Linked DNA regions of Mus musculus: region 1 is linked to region 2. A link is a contact called in public Hi-C data. All regions are on one chromosome and are shown on one strand. Each heading gives the region's core, a stretch centred on a gene start, on an enhancer-like site or on the middle of the called end of the contact. The rest is flanking DNA. Distances are from core to core; before and after follow the strand shown. Region 1 overlaps Gm12784 (predicted gene 12784). Region 2 holds the start of Kctd15 (potassium channel tetramerisation domain containing 15).

Region 1 (3,138 bases), core at 372-2,871, 97 kb before region 2:
CTGTTTTAAACCATTTCTCCTTGTGTTAGAACATCTAAACATTTAAAACATTTCCCCTTGGGCTTTCAGCTGTAGCCCTGGCTCCAGGCCTGCCCCTCCACTCCTTCCTCTTTGTGGTACCTCTTCTAACCTACTCTCCTCTTTCCCAAAGCCTTCGGCAACTTTGCCCTCCACCTGGCTTAGAGACTGCTCCAGCTCTGCCTGCAGCTGGGAAGGATTTTTTTCCTACTTGAAAGGTTTTCCCTCCCACCTTTGTGGCATGAAGTGGAAACTTAAGGGTTCTTTGGGAAGTCAGTTGTGTTGGATGGTGTTTTGCTAAAGCAAGCACGTGAAGGAACGTTTCTCTGAGGCAGACACAGGAGAAAGGATGTTCTACTAAAGCAAACCGGTGAAAGGACGCACGATGAAGGATTCTTTGATAACGACACACATGTATTGGTCTGCTTTACGTTGTGTTGTGACTCCATAGAAAGAGACGAACCAAAAAACTTCTGATGGTGTGCCAAGGCTTCTTTGTTGCTTCTGTGGACTGGGGCCGATTGGCAGAGTGACGTCAGTTGAAACGGACTCACGTGCTGAGACAAGACACATGGTGAGGCAAGACCCATGGAGGAGATGTGATGTGTGGAGGGATTATAAATAGGACTCAACAGATTGTGAGGGGGGCTTGGTTTGCTGGTAGAGCTCGCTATGCAATGCTCATCGGGCTTGTTGGGCTTGAATCGCCACTGATCTTCGCTTCTCTGAGAGAACTTCTGGTTCGAATCCCTCCTGCTGACTCATGCTGATTCCACTGCGGCCTAGCTGGTCTTTTTAGTTATGCCACCGCTGCTGCTTCCCCGACACTACTGAACGGGACTGCTGGTGTATCCGAGAAGTGTTTGAGAGTGGATTGAGCTGCCACTGCTGACCTGTGAACTGAACTGCTGATTTCCTGACAATGCAGATGGGAGTTGCTCCAAAGAACCTTCTATAAATAGATCCACTTCCCCTGTATCCTTTCTGTTCCACCATCTCTGGTGGGTGGTGGGCTAGAAGAGAGGTTAAAGCATTTAAGAACCATCATTAAATGTAGGATTAGGAAATTTTTAAGTTACAGGGCAGGCTTCTGGTCATTTAGCCCACAGCCCAGAGTGCCTGGTGAGAAACTGCTGTCCCTGTTCACAGCATCTATGCCGCCTGTCACTTCATGTCACTTCCCACACCATTGACGCTTAGTGTGTTGTTTATAGTGCTCAGAATGACATCTGAAATGACCTTGTTTATTTGTCCATTGTCACCCCTCCCTGAGTTTAAATCTCCTGGGGACAGATGGGTGTCTGGGACTGACTTATTCACACTGATTCCTGATGTTGACCCCATGCCTGCCACTTGGAAGTCAGTCTACAGATGGTGGCTCAGTGATAATCATAAGATAGGCATTTAGCCTGTGTAGCCACCAGCCTGGGAGATAGCCCCACCACTTGAGCATGTTCAGTATGTGGAAAATGTTTTAGGATTGGAGGCCTCAGACCTCACAGGCATTGGGAAAATCTGCCTCATGTCCCCAGACAGGTATCCCAGGATAGATCTGCATCTCAGGTGTCCTCCAGGCACCTGGTCCTGCCTCAGGCACTCAGCAGTCTGATGTTCACTACAGATAGACACTTGTTGGGCGATGGGCCTCCCAGGACTCTGTGTCACTCACCAGGGCTCCTATCTCTGGAATCTTATTCCCATCCCTTTTCTGCCCTAACCTCTGTAGATGTGAGGTCTTGCCTCACTTAAGTGACTGAAGAGTTATAGAGACATGGGTGTTGACTGAATAGAGGTAGCACAGGGACCCCGCCTTGTCATTCTGGTGTCACCTGCTCTTCCTGACTGTGACCCACAAGCTTTTGGAGGCTATGGCATCAAAGCAGGCCTGGAAATGCCTTCAAGTTTAAGGTTTCCTCTTCAGCCAGTGTGTTGTGTCAGCGGGTCTGGTGGGGCTGGCAAGAGCAGTACTGCAGTGTTAGCTTGTCTCCTGTGAAGCAGGCAGAAATAATGGCTACCTTCTGTGCATCGCTGGGGCCCTGGCTTGTCAGATACCAGTGCTCCTTTTTTGTTGCTGTTGTACTTTTGATTGAGGTCAGATAAGGGGTCAGCTTCTCACTTCACCCAGAGGGCAGCAGCCTGCCTCCCAGGCCCCCTCTGCAGACCTGTACACCTGCATGCCTGTATACCTGAGAACTCACACCAGTACACCTGTAGACCTGAATTCATGCACTTGAACACCCCATATCTACCCATCTGCCTGCCTGGTTGCCTGTGTATATTAACTCTTGGATACAATAACATGCGTGCACATCTGCACATCTGCAAACCTGCACACCTGCACATCTGCAAACCTACAAACCTGCATGCAGGATACCTTTTTATGTAAATACTTAGACACCTGCAAATTTATACACTCACTGTCTTAGTGACTTGTCTATTGCTCTGGTAAAGCACTCTGATCAAGTCAGCTTATAGAAGAAGGGTTTATTTCCTGTATACAGTTCTGAGGAACAATCTATTACCATCCTGGTGGGAAAGCATGGCAGCAGGTAGGCATTGTGGCTGGAGCAGTAACCGAGGGCACACTCACATCTGGAACTTCAAACAGGAAGCAGAGAGAGCAAACCTGAGTCTTTAAAATCTCAAAGCCTGCCTCCAGTGACATACTTCCTCCAACAAGGCCACACCTCTAACCCTCCCCAAAACAGTGCCACCAACTGGAGCCAAGCATCCAAGTGCCTGAGAATCTGTGGGACCTTTCATTCAAACTGTTATACCCACATACACCTGCAAACCTGCATATAACACACTATACGCCTGCACACTCATATGCCTGCATATGGTACACACCTGCATACCAGTATGCATGCAGATACACGTGCATGGACACTTACAGACTTGCATACTTGCACACCTGCCCACAGCCTTGGGCCATCCCATGTCTCTCATCCTCAGGCCCAGTGCCTTCCTCTACTGGAACCCTGAGGTCACCATCCCCTAATCAGGTGGCTGTTCTTGTCTCTCTTCCTGGCCTCTTGCCTCCTGTGCCCAATTCCAAGGCTTGTGGTGGCCTTTCCCTCTGCACTGGATACTCCGTACACTCAGCCTTGCTTAACTTAT
Region 2 (3,028 bases), core at 152-2,651:
TGAGCTGCGGCAGCTTGAGACGATTTCACTAAATCGCTTCTTCGTGAAGTCGCTTCTTTTGCTAAGCTGTTATCTTAACCATAAAAGGTAAACAGAAGGCGCCTCTCCAGTTCCCTTCAGCTCTTACGCCCAGGGCGCTTGCCCGAGGCAGCAGTGCCAGGGGCCTGCAGGACTGTCCAGGGGTGGAACGGGAGGGACGCAGCGGGCCACCTGGTGCGCGCCAGCGGGGCCGCAAAGCCAGCCGGCCGGTGTGAACTTCGGGGCTACAGGATCCGCTGGGCCGAACCTCCGGCCCCGCGGGCGGGGTGGCCAAGGTACCCGAAGGGCCCAGCGAAGAAGGGGTGGGAGTGCGGTGGGGGGCGGAGACAAAGTTAAATCAAGAGGCAGACACTTCAAGACCACAGATGGGAAGCTCGCCTAATTAAGGACGTAAAAGCGCTTTTGTTCTCAAAGTTTATTGTTGCCGGGATTTAAAAAAAATTAATTGAAACTAATGCTGTTATTCACTCGCGCAGTTAAATTCCTTCATGCACATTTGAGACACGGAGTGAAAACTTGAAGGTTTATCTTTCTACAGTCGGGGGCTTCTCGAGGGAGGGTAGAGAGGTGCTACTGTGACGCGAGAGTGGGAGAATGAGGGTGTTCGCATCCAGATGAGGGGGTGCGTGTGGGCAGTGGAAATCTAGAGACCGCGGTCCGGTCTTGGGGCGGCGCGTTCCCCGCCCCACATCCTTCCTGAGCTTGGAACCACCACCAGTGCGTCTAGCATGAGACTCGTAGGGTGGGCGTCAGAGAACGCACATCTGTCCCGTTAGAGACTTTTTTCTTTTCTATAAATTGGGCGCCAACCCGGTCCTGTGAGCCCCGAAAGCCCAGCTGCATGGAGCCGGTTTCAGACTCAGGAAAGTCATCAGCTCTGCAGGGCACTCGAGCCCATACTGGAACCAGAGTGCGGAGGACCTGGACGCATATTCCGCACAGCAGGATGATCAGAGCCCGGCCGAGTGGGGAGGGTCCACCCGCGGCTAGGACCAGCCCACGTGGGCACCCCCCCGCCCCGTGCGCGCCAGGCCTTTGTGCTGGGCGCCCCCACGCCGCCAGCCCCTGCGCTCAGCAGAGGGACAAAGCAGCCGCCCCCCCGCCCCCAGCCTAGGTCCCGGCCCGGGGCCGAGTGACTTTCTCGGAATTGCAGCCACTTTGGGAACCAGGGGTGTGCGGCACTGAGCGGTGGCCGCCCGTGCTGGGCTTACCTCGGAGCCGGAGCAGTGGATCGGGCACCGGCGCAGCCCCCGCCCCCCGCAGCCGCCGGTGTCGGGCGCCCGGCGCAGCCCCGTCGCCTAGCGCTCGATGCGCGCGGGTCGCTCCGGTCTCGTCCTGGAGTTACTTTCTCTCTCGCCCCCAACCCTCCCCCCACCCACCCCTCCCGCCCCGGCCCCCGCTCCGCGCGGCCCCTCGCGGCGCGCCGCGCCGGGGCCTCCCCTCCCCGCCCTCCCCTCGCCTCCTCCCTCTTCGCCGCGGCCGCCGCCGCCTCCTTTTCGCGCAGCTCTCCGGCTGCCCTCCCGCCGCTCCCACCTCTTCTCCTCCCTCTCTCTCCAGCGGCCTCCCCCGATGGCTGGAGGGGAGAAAATAGCCCCCCAAAACCAGCCGGTAGCCTGTGCGCCTCGCCGCGGCCCAGCCCGGATTGCAAAGGGCAGCGATCCGGTTCCAAATTACCCCGGCGCGGCGAGCGCGAGCGGGCGCGCGCGGGCGACTCCTGGCTCGGGGCTCGGCTGCGCCTCGGGGCAGAGGATTAGAGTCGCAATTAGCTCCGCGCGCCCGCGCCTGCCGCGCTCCGCGACAAAAAAAAAATGCACCGTTCCCCACCGCCACCACTTCCTTCCCACCTCGCGATCCCCACCCGTGGGTCCCGGAGCCCCGTGCCTGGGTGCCAGGGGGCTGGACCAGTACCCTTCCGGGAGCGCTGCGCCCGAGCCCCGCGCCCTCTGCGCCCCAGCCCCCCGCCGTCCGGCCACGCGGCGCCCGGGCCTCCTCCGGGCTCGAGGAGGGGGCGGGGGAGAGGCTGATTTTAATCATTGTCATTTCATCTGATGTAATATTTCCCCGGGCGCTTTCAGCTGGGCATAAATTTTCGACTCCCAAATAAGTAACACAGGGCACGTTTCTCACATTTCTCGACTCCTCGGTTACAAAGAGGAGAGAAGCAGCCGCCGCCGCGGCGCCCCGGGGCTGAGGGCGGGACTTGGTGTGGGGAGGGGAGAGAAACTGGGCTGCCAGGCGGCTTACCTCCCTCTCTCCCTCCCTCTCTCCCCGGGTCTCGGCCCCGGCTGCCCCTCTCCCGGGGAGCAGCGCCGGCCGTGACGTCTGCGGACACGCGGTGGCCACCGCGGGGGAGGGGAGCGCGGGGCACCCGGCCCGTCGCCTGCGGCCACTCGCGCCATTTCCTGGACGAGCGCGGCGCGATGGAGACGGCGGCGGCCAAAGGTCCCTGCGGCGCGGAGGCCTGCACCCAGAATGCCCCTAGCTGCTCCCCCGCTGCCCCTTCCTCCTCCTCCTCCTTCCCTTGCGCCCCGCCCGTCCCTCCTCCTCGACCATTTCTCGGCTCCTAGGAAACGGATCGCGGCCGGTGCGCTTTGCCCAGACTGCGCCCCCGCCTGGTTCCCGGGACTCCCGGGCCAAAGGCAGGCTTTCGGCTAGGAAGGCGGGTGCGCTTCGGCCGGGAGCAGCGGCGCGGGCCCCCCTTTACAGACTCCGGCCGGGCCTGGGCGCCCTCTACTGGCCAAACTCCTGGGGGTGCTCTCGAGGCCAGACGGGAACACTGGAGAAAGATAATGGGGGTGGGGGCTTGGGGAGAGGACCCAGTCTCCCCTTATTCAGGGGACCTCTAGTGCGGAGAGAGCATCCGTCCGCGCGTCTGTAACTTCACGCGGGAATAAGAAACTTTCCTCCTGAGGGAGTTATTTATTTATTTATTTATTATCTCAAACTACTGGAGAAGGGGGAAATTTTCTCATTAAAGTTACATCCCCGC

Evidence for each region. A called contact is a pair of places that touch in the nucleus more often than the background predicts.
Region 1: a Hi-C map of epidermal suprabasal cells shows a contact between it and region 2, with 2.1 times the contacts expected there. The contact joins the enhancer-like site here to the promoter of Kctd15 in region 2. A contact is called at or near these places in 9 of 39 promoter capture datasets (the 3T3-L1 cell line, 3T3-L1-derived adipocytes, embryonic stem cells and 4 more), 29 of 484 Hi-C or Micro-C datasets (3T3-L1-derived adipocytes, the C2C12 cell line, the MC3T3-E1 cell line and 19 more), 14 of 115 datasets of contacts at active chromatin or transcription factors (craniofacial prominence, differentiating embryonic stem cells, embryonic forebrain and 8 more) and 3 of 9 other capture datasets (adipose tissue, embryonic stem cells and pancreatic islet).

What each region holds. Positions count from the first base shown.
Region 1 is chr7:34,555,515-34,558,652 of GRCm38.p6, forward strand. It overlaps Gm12784 (predicted gene 12784), which reads left to right. Exons shown (of 3, transcript NR_166595.1): 2 at 152-993. Among named protein-coding and RNA genes, the nearest start is that of Gm12784, 10 kb to the left of the region's middle. Within about 2 kb of position 1,622, at least 2 of the 459 cell types and tissues checked have an H3K27ac peak or open chromatin away from gene starts, as enhancers often do. A contact at or near this core is called in epidermal suprabasal cells, where this site is marked.
Region 2 is chr7:34,652,997-34,656,024 of GRCm38.p6, forward strand. Kctd15 (potassium channel tetramerisation domain containing 15) reads right to left here and starts at 1,402. Exons shown (of 7, transcript NM_001360820.1): 1 at 1,251-1,402.